Linked DNA regions of Mus musculus: region 2 is linked to region 1. Evidence: chromatin contacts called from public Hi-C data. All regions are on one chromosome and are shown on one strand. The core of a region is the stretch at or near the end of the contact, and the rest is flanking DNA. Distances in the headings are between cores, read along the strand shown. Region 1 overlaps Gm40277 (a long non-coding RNA gene). Region 2 has its middle 12 kb from the start of Gm36732.

Region 1 (7,392 bases), core at 2,500-4,999:
GATGGTTTGACTTTTCCTTCAGGACTTTGTGTCACCCTGGACCACAGTCAGCAAACCATCACTGGGGCCCTAACCCAGTGAACCATTGGTTTGGAGTTACGGTTAATTATAACTAATTCTCCTAAGGTCCTGGTCTTGGGAAAGGACAATACGTGTCCTTCTGACCATGACCTCTGGCTCTGAGGACTGTGACCCAGCTCCATCTCATCCCTCACAATGCTCCACAGCCCAGGCTTGCCCTCTTCCCAGAGCTGGTTGTATCTTAGGGATGATTGATGGAAACTTCATGGTAGGATTGTGCTGCCGTTTGAATGTGGTTTGTTCTTCTCAAACTCATGTTGAAATTTAAATTGCTTTATAAGGCAGTTTAAGGTGGGTCCAGATAGGACCTTTAAGAGGGAACTAGGGATCTCCTCTCATGAGCCATCCATGTGACCAATGGGTTATCTCTTGATCAGTGCTTCTCAACCTTCCTAAAGCTGTGACCCTTTAAGGCACTTCCTCATGTTGTGCTGACCCCCAACCATAAAATTATTTTTGTTGCTACTTCATAACTGTAGTTTTGTTACTGTTATGAATTGTAGTGTAAATGTCCCTAATAGTCTTAGGCAACCCCTGTGAAAGGTATTTTGACCTCCAAAGGGGTCAATGGTCCACAGGTTGAGAACCACTGCTCCACTATGCCTATATCAGCCATTTTTTCCTAGGTCTCTTACCATGTGGTGTCCTGTGCTACTTCAAGATTCTTCTGCAACAAAGCCATCCTTAGATGTGGCCCTGTGGTCTTAGACCAGAGCATGAGCCTGAATTTACATCTTCTTTATAACATACGCAGTCTATGCCATTGTATCATTAGCACAATAGATTAAGGAAATGGAGTAAGGAGGTGGAGTATGGAGATTAATAAGGACATGGAGTAAGGAGACATGGGCTAAGGAGATGGAATAAGGACATGGAGTAAGGAAATGGAGTAAGGTGATGGAGTAAGGAGATGGAGTAAGGTGATGGAGTAAGGAAACGGAGTAAGGTGATGGAGTAAGGAGATGGAGTAAGGAGATGGAGTAAGGAAACGGAGTAAGGTGATGGAGTAAGGAAACGGAGTAAGGTGATGGAGTAAGGAAACGGAGTAAGGAGATGGAGTAAGGAGATGGAATAAGGAGATGGAGTAAAGAGTTGAACTAAGGACATGGAGTAAAGAGATGGAGTAAGGACACAGACTAAGGACAGGAAGTAAGGACACGGACTAAAGAGATGGACAAGAAGCTAGTAGCGGTGATGGGGAGGGAGACCCCACAGCAATGGAAGAGCCCTGTCTTCTCTTGCTATGTGGTCCTGGCTACATCCTTTTCTTTCTGTGGCTCCAGCTATCAGTAAGGGGCAGGACTTGGGTATGGGGTCTAGATAGTCCTTCATGCTCTAATATTGGAGGATTTTACCACAGGCTGTTTATCTTATAAAAGTAAAGAATTAACAAGAAGAAATACACCCATGAGGCAGAGCATTTGAAGGTTAAAAAGGCCAGGTTTGCCAAGGGCAGCAGACTTCTCTTGGGGGACAGGTAGCAGATGGGAACTGGAGCTCAAAGTGGGAGCCAGTCACACAGGACTCAAGCTGTCACCTGCAGCCTGGTGCCAAATAAGCTTTTTGTGGAGAGTTGAAAGCCCAGACCGGGGAGCCACCAGCCTCCTGCTGCTCACTGGTGCGTGGGGTCCCATCTCAGGAGGTCATGGAGAGATGGCAAGAGTCATTGACAGCGTGTGTTGTCCAGTTTGTCATTCTTGTCACCCCTCTTACGCCATGGCAAACATGATCTTGAATTCTACAGAGGTCCACTGGGGAACTTGTACATACTGCATCCCCTAGGCATCCCTGCTTGGCAGGTGACTTGCCACACAGAAAACCAAAGATCCCACACCATCCATTTGTCTGCCGAGCCTGGCCTCTGCGGCTAGCACGTCTGGGAACACCTTCCTCCTCAGAGTTTCATGTTAAAAATCTAGTTGCCGTCCCTGCCTGCCTCTAACCAGAAGGACACAGACTCTCTGTGCCTTCTGTATTTCAACAAAATGACTTTTGCTGAAAAGCAAAGCTCACCAGAGCACCCAGCCTTGCGGTTTACCTCATGACATCATTTCCCTTCCTCTAGATGAACCAGAAGAGGCCAAGAGCTCAAAGTTTCAGCTGGCTTCGGGGAAGCAATGCCATCTCTGACTCAGGGTGGAAGGTTCAGAGAAGACATTTGGGGCTGTGGGATAAGGAAAAGGATCCTCAGACTCCGCCCTGATGCAGGTGATCTGGAATGCCCGAAGGGAAGGCTGCCTGGCCCCTAGTTTGTAGAAGGTTAGCATAGGATGCTCTAAACATGAGGGTTCGACATGCCCATGAGAAACCTTCATGGGGGCATCAGCACCCAGAGTCCTAACCTGAAGAGCTGGAGTGTTACCCTTGGCCACCTCAGGGTTCTGGGGGTAGGGTCCTGGGCCTTTGGCCACCTCCTACAGAAAGAGACTGGAAGACACCTAAGTCTGGAGAGTACAGCTCTCAGCCTCCCTTTCCCAAGTCTCCAGAGAACTGCATCTGTTCAGAGATAATGACAGGAGCAGTGACCACTGCCATGGTAACATCTGTACATGATCACTCTCCTTGCTGAATATCCCAGTGTGACCAGCCCCAGACTCACCAAGTCATCAAGTCATGCACAGCTCATTCTCAGAGCAATCCAATAATTGGCCTTTATTTCTCCTCTTTAATAAGGCTTCAGCTGTCAGAAACTAGCCAACTAGGATTGGAATCAGGTCCTGACCACAAGGGACCAGGGACTCAGAATATGCAAAAGGAGGCGTATTCCAGAAAGATGTGTGCATGTGTGAAGGGCAGAATGCAGGAGATCCAGAGCTCTGGATAGGACCTGGGTGGGATGGTAGGTGGGATGTAGACTGGAGAGCAGGGGGAGGGGGAGGCATGGGCTCAGCTTGAGCTACTAGCTAGGAGTGGAACTCTTGATGCTGGTGATATGTTACCATTGCGACAGATGATCCAGGGAGACACAGGTCAGAGCAGGTCAAAGCAGCGCTAGGCCTCAGTTCTGGCAGGCCTTCTTTCAGAGGCCAGTGTTCACGGGAGCCAGTCCAAGCGGGAGCTGTGTCAGTATCTTCTGCTCCAATTTATTCTCCTGCCTCTCTCCCTGTGGCCCTGATGCGTGCCATGGTCAGCTGTTGGGGCTTAGCAGTCCAGAGAAGAAGACCTGTACAACTTGGAGACAGTGGGTTTAGCTTAAGCCAAGCAGATAGAGTCCATGTGGGTGGTCTCCAGGACAGCCTGGGAGGAAACCAGGCAGGGTGGCTCCATCCTTGGCGAGGATTCTACAACTCATCTGGAGCAGGCACATCCACATTGTTGACTGGCTGTAGGGCCAGACTCCCAGGGTGCTGTCTCAAGCCATTGTTGGATGTCAGGAGCCATTCAGAAGTGGCCCCTGCTGCCCACAAACATCCTTGATAGCTCTCTGACCCATCTCCAGCCAGTGTCTCCTCTCACCAGTCAGTCTTCGGTACCACCACCAACAGCAGTTGGGGTTCATTTAATTGCCTCTGTGGCCTCACAATGAAGACAGGCAGGACCCTGAGCTGGACCATGAGACCCAGGGGTGACTTGGAGGTGAAGAAGAGACATTGGCAAGGGCAGTGATGCCTGAGCAAGAGCCCAGGGGACAGTGCAGAAACCCAGCTCTCCCTCCTAACACCCTTGGCAAGAGGCCCAGGCTCGGAGCTGGCCGCACAGGCTGATTCGTGACTGAGAAGCTGCTTAGGGGTAGGAGGGGCCTGGGAAAATCAAATTGCTGGGGTTTTGAGGCCCCGTGGGGCCTGCTCAAGCTGTGTGTGGCAGCTAAGGGCCTGGGGGGGGGCACGAGAAAGCCCTTTTCTTCATTAAGCAAGTGGGTGGAGATTGAAGTATAAACTGGAATACCTTCCCACTTGGGCTGGGACTGGGGATTCTGGAGAAGGGGCGCTCAGGAGAAGCAGGCTTGCCTCTTGGGTCTTTCAGAGACTCCTGCTCTGTTCCCTGCCATGGTAACTGATCAGTTCTGGAGATTTCTCTTTGTTGTCTAGTGGCCCAGGCATCCCACTGCAGTCGCTAGCTCCGGAACTTGAGAGGAGCCAGGCTCTCTCCCCACCCCCAGGTTACCACTGTCATCTCTACAAAGGACTGGGCTTGGGTGACAGAGACATGGTCTTCACAAGCACTGTTTAAAGGTCACAGTCACAGTGACCTTTGTAGATCACCAGGATGGTTAGGGTCAGCCACCAATGTCCAGATGGCACATCCCTGTATTGTCTGTAAGCACAATGTCTGGTGGAGCCATACCCGCTTTGGGCTTTAGTGTTCACACCTAGAAGGCCACAGGCAGAAACCTGGTGTGTTTAGCTCAGCAGCTCTGAACATCAAGTACCCACTTGCTATGCATAGCGTTCTTACTGCGATCTGGTGTAGACTCGGGAAGGACAGGCAGTGTGAGGCAGACTGAGGGGCAGCCTGGATGGCCACCGGGTGTGGGGAGAGGATAGTAACTTAGAAAAACGCTGTTGAGAGGAGATGGGGCTGAGATAGGTGAATCTGACAGAGGGCTGGAAGGGAGGAGAAAAGGGACCAGTGAGTGAGTGGATGGATGAATATGGGGGCATTCACTTGTACCGGCTGGGGTGCCATTGTTGCTCTGTGAGAATTTTCTTGGCCTGGGGCCAATACAGTCTTCTTCATATCTAGGGTAGTCCTGGGCCCAGGTACTTCTAGGGAGGGAGTGAGGACAGTCACATGGGTCCTTAAGAAACACCTATCCCATGTTTTCTTGCAACTGACATTGTGACAGGATAAAACACAGAAGGAAAATGGGGTTTCAGGACCCCCGTGGGGCCACCAATCACCTCGATCATCAGCATGTCCCTAACCTCCTCACTTCCATTTTGTTGTTCTGTTATTTTAAAACAGCAGTATACACAGTATTATTTTATGCATGATTACCTTAGCCTTTATCTCCAACCAGATGATTAAAAAAAAACCCATATAAGTACGTTAGGTCTTAGCCATTGCTACTAATTCAACAATGATTTCCTTTGTATGTGCATGCATATGGTATATATATATATATATATATATATATATATATATGCAAGTGTGCTCACCTATGCATGTACAAAGAGGCTAGAGGGTGACCTCAAGTATCTTCATCAATAGATGACATAACAGCTCCCAGTAGGGTTTTTGACTAGATTGAGTAGCTAATGAGTCCCTGGGATCTGCTAGTCCCTGTGTCCCAGCTCTGGGGTTGGAGGGGTGTGCCGAGGCACCCAGCCTTTTCATGCGTGCGGGAATTGGGACTGGGTTCTTCATGTTTGTGCAGCAAACACTTGACCACTGAGCTGTGTCCCCAGCCCCCAACCTCTCAATACCATGTAGAAATAAGTCCAGGCTCAGGCTTCACTGATTGTCTCTTCCTTCCAGGAACAGCAAAGCTTTTAATTTCTAGGTAGGGGGAGATCATCACAGAGGTTCAGTTCAGCTCACGGTGTGCTCTGTTTGCTTCAGCGATTTGTGGAAGGTAGAAATGAATGAGCGTGCAGAGAAGGAACTGGAAAATGTGGTAGAAGAGGAACGCGCTCTCAAAGTTCTCTGCTCATCCCGAAATTTGAAAACAGATGAGGACCCAGGAGACCGGTGGAGCCATTCCTGTCCCAGCACAGAATTGTCTTTTGTTCCCTCCAACCACCCAGCCATGCCTGTCTGGTGGCCAAGGCTCGTGAGCTCCCGTCCCATTGGCTTGTCTGCACCCTGGGGCGGTTTCCCTCCCTGGAACAGACTGGGAACAGGAGGGTGGAGGAGCACACACACCCAGACCCACTGCTGCTGGTGGGCTCTGCTTACAAGGGGTCATCTGGTTTCAATCCACAAAAATCTCAAAACTTTCCATGGGAACTTCTGTGCTCAGGCCCTCCCGAGTGGGCTGGGCAAGGTCAACCTGAGCAGGCTGGCACTTCTGGGCCTCTACTGGGCATCTCCAGTTTCCCCCAATAGGCAGGACCAGACATAAGGAACTCTGGAAGTCCCCAGCGACTGGTTCAAACCTGGTAAGATCTTCATAGTTAAATAACATGACTCCAGCAAAGGTTCTTCAGTTTCCCTCCACTTCAGCTTCTTCATCGACAGTGTGGACATAAACAGTGCTCTTGGGATTAAAGGAACGAAAGTCGGTTGAGGGCTTAGCATAGTGTCTGCATACGGCGAGGCCAATGCTCAGGGCTGATGAAGGCAAACATGCCAGTTCTCGACCCAAACCTGACCAAGTGTCACAGAAGCCCTGTTTGTCTCTAGCTGCATATGTATCAGAAGATGGCCTAGTCGGCCATCACTGGGAAGAGAGGCTCCTTGGTCTTACAAACTTTATATGCCTCAGTACAGGGGAACGCCAGGGCCAAGAAGTGGGAGTGGGTGGGTAGGGGAGTGGGGGGAGGGTATGGGAGATTTTTGGATAGCATTTGAAATGTAAATGAAAAAAATACCTAATTAAAAAATAAATTAAAAGAAGAAAAGTAATAGAATACATATTCTAATATCATATATAACTTAGCAAGGTGGGGACAATGGCATGCCACACACAGTAATCTGTCTTCTCTAAAGCATGCGACTGACTATGCACCCGAATAAACGCCCACAGGCTGTTGCCTGTCTGCTTAGGGCAGGCTTGGCTAAGCATGTTGTGGAGAAAAGTTTCTGTTTTGGGGACCTGGAGGTGTTTGGAATTGTAGAAGAGGGTCTCTCTGTGTGTACATGTGGAAGCACAAGGGGGTCTCTCCTGCTGGAGAGGCAGGCTTGGCCCCTGTGGAGAGGGGTGGTCTCCCCCACAGGCAGAGAGAGCAAGAGGGAACTTTGGATGCTGACAAATCCCCTTCTCTGGGCAAGTGACATTGTGTTGGTGAAGCAGGAGCCTTGTGGTGTGGTCCTGAAGGCTGGTGGGCACTGTCAGAGCTTTGGAGGAGAAGGGCCTGAGGTAACCCGGGCTTCTCCTGGTGGCTCTAGAAACCCTCTTTCTACCTAGGCCACTCAGAGACACTGGGCTAAGGTTTGTGGCCCATTTCCCTCCCTGTTCTGCTCCTCTAGGCCTTGGAGCTCAGGCTCAGGGCTGAGAGGCAGAAATCAGCTTTCTTCATCCAAGAATCAGAAGCTGAGCTGGATTTCTCGTCCACCCTGTGATGCTGTAGAGAAGGATCTATAGGTCTGACCAGGGCGCTAGCATTCATAAAGCACACTTGCTGGCTCCAGGCATCTCACTACTTGGACATGTGTTTTACTCACACTTGGAAGTGAAGGGACTTGCCCAGGCTTCTGCCTCCATGTTTG
Region 2 (7,392 bases), core at 3,234-5,733, 93 kb before region 1:
CCACCTTCCTGGGTCTCCCTTGCTATCTTCCTTCTTCCACCCACTGTCTGGTCCAGAGTATCATTTTCTGCCTAGAAACACACCACTCTCTAAAACATGCTTGTTTCTGGGCTCCTGCAACTCACAGAATTGCCACAAAAGGCAGAGACTCTATCCCTAGGGCCTAGAACAGCAGGTGGCACAAAATCAAGGTAGGAGCTCAATAAATACTTGTTGACTGAATAACCCTGTTACTGGCCAGCTGTACCACCAAGGGTAAAGCAGTTAAACCTTCCTGGACCTCAATTTACTCATCTGTAAAATGGGCAATTATACTTAATAATTGCACTCTCTTGCCTCAATGCTCTGCGTGTCCTAGCCAGGATCAGAGTGACCTTGTTTTCTGACTCAAGGGCTTCTTGGGCCACAGGATGATTGGGAGGTGCTTACGAGTTGCACCTCCAGAGGCCTGGAGTTGCCACACCTTCCTGCCTGAGGGTCTTCAGCTCCAGAGGGAGGTGGGAATGTGTGCTGGTAGATGGGTGTTGTTGGGGGTTCCTTCCCTAGAATGGCATCTTCAAGAGGGCAGGCATCTTGGATTGCGCTGACTCCTATTGCCACATGTGTAGAATAGTGCCCAGCACCCAGCAGCCCTATAGATGGTTCTGGAATGAGTGAGGAACAGCTCATACCAGCCATGCATGTTTCTATTCCTGGCTAAGTGCTGTGTGGGATACAAACAGTACTAGTAGATCCCCTCCCACCCACAGAGCCCTCTGAGCTGTTTGCACTTGCCTCAGCTCCTTCGATCCTCATGACAAGTCCATGAGATAAGCGTCATTACATCCCATTATCCCCAATTCACAGATGAGATAACTGAGGCACAAAGGGTTCAAACTGCCCAGAGCCACATTGCAGGTGAATGGTAGAGGTTGAGCTCAAACCCAAGCTCTCAGACTCAAGACTGCAGGCGCCTGTGTGTGGCTGGCTGTGCAAGGCTCAAGTGTGAGTGTGTGTAGGCAGGAAGTCTTATGAGGAAGACTGAGGAAGGGGCAGGTGGGAGGAAGAAAGCAAAGCCGCCTGCTATGGTGTGGGGTTCTGGGCTGCTTTAGTGAGCAAAGACCAGGAAGAAGGTCCTCGAGAGGGGCCTGTGACCTCAGTAGGGAACATCTGCAGGAAGTACATGGCCTCAATAAGAATGCCACTCTCAGGCCCAGACAGGCCCAGCTCCTTGCAGCTTCCTCATGGGGCACAGATGCCAAAGATGTGGGCAAACAGGTTTGAGGAATACAAAACCAACTTGAAGCTTTCTCCTCTTCCTCAAACAAGGCACCCAGCCTGAGCCCTCTCTCCTAGACCATAAGAATTCTTTCTAAAGCTGTGCGTCCTCCTCTTGCCTTTGCTAAAGTCCTTACAAGCCTCTGAATCAAACCTACTTACTTACACACACTGTCCCAGCCACCCAGACTCTGCCCCCGAACCCTTGCCCCTGGAAGCCCATGATCTCTGTCAGTCCCTGACTCCTGTCTCTGCCTTTTGAGACCCATATGGGGACCCTATGAGTTCTGTCCTTCCTCTTTCTGTGTCCTGTCCCTGAGGCACCTTCATCTCCTGCTCGATGTCTGAGTTGGTCCTTCTACCCTGGCCTCAGTCACTGGCACCTTCCCTGTAATTGGCAGCTTCAGAGGGTGGGGCTCAAGGCTCTGTACCTGTACCAAACCCCACTTGCTTTTATGAGTGGCACAGCCGCTGGTCATCCTGCACTGATCCCTACCAGAGATCCCCGGGGGACCAGCAGCTTAGCAAAGGCCCTGAGGCTGTCCTACCAGAGGCCTGAGGTTGATGGGGTTAGAGGCCATGAGGAGGAGATGGGGGGCAGAATGTGAAGAGGAAGGCAGGGACAGAGGCTCACCCACACCTGCTGGCCACTCAGCAGGGCAAAGATCACCCCAGTTAGCACTGGGACACAGCTACTGGACAGGAGGACCACTACAAAAGCGGACACAAAAATGCCCTTATCTCAGTGAGAATGAAGTTTCCCTGTCTATCCCCTGTCCTGGCAAGGCCCCAAATTTCCAGAGGGAAGGTGTCTGGACCACTCACAGGCCAGACTGCTGGGTTTACTGCTCATGCCACATGACTGAGCCCCAGAAGCACCCACCTCAGTCCACCCAAAGACCAGATCCCCCCACTCCTGCTTTATCGATAGCTCTGGGTGCAGCTTATCCCATCCGAACAGCTGGAAATGGGCTCCCAGGATGCCGGCAACTCCTAAGAGAGGATAATAGTCAACCACTGACCACATTAGCCAGTGACTTCTTACTCTTTCATGCTCCTGCTAAGCACTTACATGTGTTGTGACTTGGTGACTTCACCAGGCAGTTCCCTGAGATGGTTCTGGAGGCTACCGCGAAATGGTTCTAAGCCTAGACGGGATAACCATATGCTCACCCAGCCTGGAATAGTCCCATCTTACGTCTGTTATCTCAGAATCAGTACTGACAGACTATCGTTCTCATGCTCACATTGGGTGACTGCTCATGGGCCCTGCTCAGAGACAGCATCATGTGGCTGTCCCTAGAGGAGCAACGGGGCCGGAAGAATCAGACACCAGAGGGCAGCAGTGAGCTGTGTTTGTCTGGCTTGTCTCTGGCAAGGCACTGGTCCCATGGTAGGATAGGTGGAGACTAGCTGAGGAAGTGCCCAGACAGCTTCCTTAGAGCTCCAGCTCTGTTCAGGCCTACTACAACCCAGCTGGGTCCATCTCTTCCATCTGCCCAACAGAGAGAGCCCAACTAAACATGAGAGTCCAGGAGGGAAGAGAGACACTAACTAGTCCCAGTCTACCCAGCCTGGCCAGCCTCCTGTCAGGCCCTACTGTGGGCTTCACAGTAGGCTTAGAACACTCTGACTTTGATGAAACATACAGCAGTTCCCACCATGGCACGTGGTTGGAGATGTTTTTAGCCTTACCAATTTTCTCTGTGTAGAGAGATGCCTCTCTCTGCAGTAGGCAGAGATGAGCATCAAGACACAAGGGGGCATCACTTAACGCAGATGACTGTTTTGGCAAAGAAGCAAGTCATTGTATAATAGAAGTCAGAGTGTCAGACAGAACCTCATTCAGACAGACAGACATCTATGCATATGGTAGAGAACAGACTGTCACTTGTTTGTCCAATATGGTTCCAGACGACAACTGTTGTCCTGACCCAATGATTACTAACATCCCACCTCTTGCGGTGTCCCAGTTTGGAGAATCGACTACACAGTGCTGCCTACGAGGCATCAACTATGTGCCAGGGTTGGTGGCAGACCTGGGGGATGGGGAGGGAGATGATGTCCCAACTGCCACTCTCCAGGACTCACTGTTGCTGCTTGAGGACACAGACTGGGAAAGGAATGGAGAAGGTGGGGATGGTCACACTGCTAGAGGTCCCCTCAAGAACCTGCCAAGAAACATCTATGGATAGATCTATCTTTCTTGGTTTATTCAGAATTTTTAATATTTTAATATTTTTCCAGCTTTATAAGCTGCTTTAAAAAAAACCCAAAACAATTCACTATGTAGCTCATAGCAATTCTCCTGCCTCAGGCTCCCAAACACTTGGTTTTTTTTTTTTTTTTTTTAATTGCATGTATCTATTTGTCTCTGTGTATGCTGGGCAAACAGGTGTATGTTCTCTACATTCTGTATAGGGGTACACCTACAGATGAAGGTCAGAGGGGCAACTTGTGGGAACTGGATCTCTCCTTCTACCATGTGGGTCTCTTGCTCAGATTCAGGTGGTCCAGCTTAGTGGTAAGTGCCATCATAGGCTGAGCCGTCTAGTCAACACAAGCTGGATCATTACAGGCGTGTGCTGTGCGCTGCTACAAGTGGTGCTAATCCATTTTCTGGTGTGTGTGTGTGTGTGTGTGTGTGTGTGTGTGTGTGTGTGTGTGTGCCTATCCTAGAACCAGGGATGCTTTCGAGGTGCAGGTGTCTTAATGCCAAATCCCTTACCAGCAAGCCCACAATCCACTCTTCCAAGCCCCTGCCTTGTCTGTAAGCCTCCTTCTGAGTTAGATCCTCTCTGTGTCCTGCTCAGTTAACTTGAGGGCACCCTCTGGTGGGCAGCAAAGTCTCCTTGTCCCTCCGCCAATGTTACAGGGGAACTTTGTCCTGCTTCTCAGCAGAGCATGGCCTGACCCCATCCCACGATATCCTGGGTGACTGCATGAAAACCCCAGAGCTCCCCAGCACTGGAGGAGTTTTGCCTTATTTAGACATGGTGCCCTGGAGGAAGGAGAAAGGGAAGGAGGGGGAGGGGATGGCAAGTAGATAGGCACGAAGGAGAAGGAAGGAGGCTGGAGGATTCTGAGAACTAAGGGTCATGATGACATCATCACGGGAGGGTTTTGCTGGGGTCAGTGGGTGAGGGCGGGGCCCAGTGGCTGGGGCTCACGGTGACTCATTTATAGGAATGGGCTTTGTGTCTGCCGCAGTCATTTATTTAGTAAGCCATTAATTGTTTCGACACTCGTTTATTGAGTTGTTATTATGCTTCAGGCCCAGGACTAGGCTTCAGAAGACAGAGATCACTGCCAGGGCTGGGAGCTCACGGCCCAAAGGGGAGAGGCGAGGCCACTGCTATGTGTGGGTGTGTGCAGGAGCAGAGGGTCCTGGGACAGGCATTTCAATGCATGGCAGACACAGAGACAACAGAGGGGCACCATTGGAGGAGATAGTGGCCAAGAAAGACTCCCATGGGAAGGAAGGTAGGGGAAGGGCTCTTAAGGTGCTGGAGGGGAGGAAGAAGAGGAGGAAAGGGAAGAGGAGGGGAGGAGAGGGGGTCGGGGAGGAAGAGTATGTAGTGGAAGGTTGGAAGAAGGGCTCAGGAGGCATAGGGAACTGACAGGCACCTGAGACACAATAACAATGGCTAGATTTATGCTTGTAGGCTAGTGACATGGCCTGACCTGTAATGGTACCTGCTGCCAAGCCTGCTGACCTGAGTTTGATCCCTAGGAAAGAGAAAAGTTATCCTTGAGTTCCACATGTGCTCTGTGGTATATGAGTGAGCATACACACACACACACACACACACACACACTCACATGGGCTGAGGAGAAAACAAACAAACAAATGTTTTTACATGCACAAGGAAAACAGAAATGTTCTTGGAGAGGGAATGTCCACAAGATTCTAAAGTAGGGGACCCTGGAGGTGTGGCTACATCCTTCGCATTTGGGTCTGGCTAGTATGACCTTGGCAGACTGGTCCTTGCTGTAGGTGATGGTTCATAGACTTAGCCACACCAGCTTCATCCTTCCTCAGAGATAGCTCAGTGTCTGCCCCGATAAATGGAAAAGGTGAACCTTAATGGAGGGCAGAGCTTGGCAGACCCCACAGTCAACAGCAGTAGAGTCAGAGTGACTGCAGTTTGTGGCCACCTGAAAACCCTCCTGTCACACCTGAGGATGCCCTGCTTGATGTCTGGACACAGCTCCTGAGTGGTCATTGCTAGTATCATGGGACATCCTTAATAATAGGCAAGCCCAAGTCACTCATTCGTGGCGAGCCTCGGTTCTCAGGCATGCCATCTGATTCCAGAGGTCCCTTTTCCCAAATGGGAGACGTCTGCTTCTGTGAAGAGACTGCCACACTTTGTCCCAGTCCTCCACGTCTCTGGGGAGATCACTGGGCTCCTCTTCTAGTAACCAGACCACAGGAGGCCATAGACTCCAGGAGGGACTTTCAGCCTTGAGATTTTTTTCTTCAAACAGGCCCCGGGTGTTACGGTGGCTTCTTCAGGGGTGTCCCCAGACCCTGTTCTTCCAGAAGTGTGAAGCCACCCCACCTGGCCTTGACCATCACTGCCCACTTCTTCCAGTCACTAAAGTCCCAAACATATTTGTGCTCCTCCTGCTACGATTAATTGGGGTCTATTTCAAGGGAAACTCAGTAGTCTGCCCACTTCTGATTCACACCCATTGAGCTCATCAAAACCAGAACAATTTGGTAATAGTAATAGCTTCTTGGTTTACTGGACGCCCTCTGGGATCTGTGAAAAAAAAAAAAATCTCCGTTCCTCAGAAACAGGAAGTTTCAACAGAAGGAAAGACAGTTGCAAAAATCAACAACATTTGAATTGTCTCTGCCTGTTGGAGAGGTGTGTGCGTTCAGTGTTCCAGTCCTCTGGTCAGCAAACAATCAGCACCTACTGTGTGCAGGGCTGGGAACACAGGGGATTTTAAAAGGAGAGCTTCTGTTTGGGGAGGGTTGCAGTGTCTCCCAGAAAACCATCTTGGGTGCAGAGGGGAGGGGCTGGGGCCTGGGGCCTGGGGCCTGGGGGACTGGCTGCAAACTCACACAACAGAAATTTACTTTATTGAAATTCTGGAGGCCTTCCGAGATTACAACCAGCCAACTTTCCCCTTGTCTTTCCCTTGTTGTTCCTCTGTTTGTGTCCAAATCACAAGCCGTGCGTGGTAGCTCACTCCTGTAATCCCAGCACTGAGGAGGCAAAAGTCAAATACCACAAGTCTGAGCCAGCCTGAGCTACATATAGTGAGTTCCAGGCCAGTCAGGGTTACACAGTGAGAGTTTGTTTAGAAAACCAACAATACAATAAAAGGATATTGGCCACATTGGAGTAGGTAATTATCTCTTTAAAGGCCTTTTCTCAGCTAGGCACATACCTGTAATCCCAGCACTCAGGTTGTTAGATATTTAGGGTCATCTTCACTTATATATTGAGCTTTAGTCTAGCCTGGGCTACATGAAACCCTGTCTCAAAACAAAAAAAACAAAAAACAACCCCCCCCAAAACCCAAATAAGTAAATAAATAAACCATAAATACAAAATAAATGGCCTTTCTCTAAATACTGTCATATTCAAAGGTCCTGGGGCCTTTGGTCGCAATATGTAAATCTGGAGGAATAAAGGCAATGACCCCCTGCCAAGTCTTTCTGTTTCATTAGTGTCTGCAGTTAGAATCCTGAATGAGGTCATCACAGGGCTTTCTATAGAAGAGTGGCAACGGCCACAAAGCCACCAGACCTGGGTTCCCATCTTGCTCCTTCACTTAAGTATCAAGACGATATAGCCCCAGTTCCCTCAGAAACATGAGGAAGATGACATCGGCATCACAGGCAACATAGGTGATGATCCATCCAGAAAGTTCTTTAGTGTAAGCGGCAGTGTCAAGCCCAGGACACAGAGAGTGCGCACAAGATGCAAGGTCTTTTCCTAAGCATGGTCTTCTCCTGGAGATTCTTCCCACAGGAAACTAAGGATGTTTCCTAAGACCTCTCTGGAGAGGAATCAGGTAGGAGGAAATCTAAGACGCAAAGATAAGTAAGATACCAGGTCCCCTGTCAGCTGACAGGGGACCTTAACCCCTCAAGCTGGGGGCGCTAAGACATTA

Evidence for each region. Hi-C and Micro-C count contacts between places; a contact is called where the count stands out from the background.
Region 2: a Hi-C map of uterus shows a contact between it and region 1, with 2.1 times the contacts expected there. The contact joins two enhancer-like sites. A contact is called at or near these places in 5 of 39 promoter capture datasets (cranial neural crest, embryonic stem cells, liver and 1 more), 3 of 484 Hi-C or Micro-C datasets (embryonic stem cells, erythroblasts and uterus) and 1 of 115 datasets of contacts at active chromatin or transcription factors (CD8 T cells).

Annotation. Positions count from the first base shown.
Region 1 is chr5:32,099,053-32,106,444 of GRCm38.p6, reverse strand. Gm40277 (a long non-coding RNA gene) reads right to left here. Exons shown (of 3, transcript XR_001784843.1): 3 at 7,320-7,392. Among named protein-coding and RNA genes, the nearest start is that of Gm51292, 10 kb to the right of the region's middle. Within about 2 kb of position 3,749, at least 49 of the 459 cell types and tissues checked have an H3K27ac peak or open chromatin away from gene starts, as enhancers often do. A contact at or near this core is called in uterus, where this site is marked.
Region 2 is chr5:32,193,117-32,200,508 of GRCm38.p6, reverse strand. No RefSeq gene overlaps it. Among named protein-coding and RNA genes, the nearest start is that of Gm36732, 12 kb to the right of the region's middle. Within about 2 kb of position 4,483, at least 118 of the 459 cell types and tissues checked have an H3K27ac peak or open chromatin away from gene starts, as enhancers often do. A contact at or near this core is called in uterus, where this site is marked.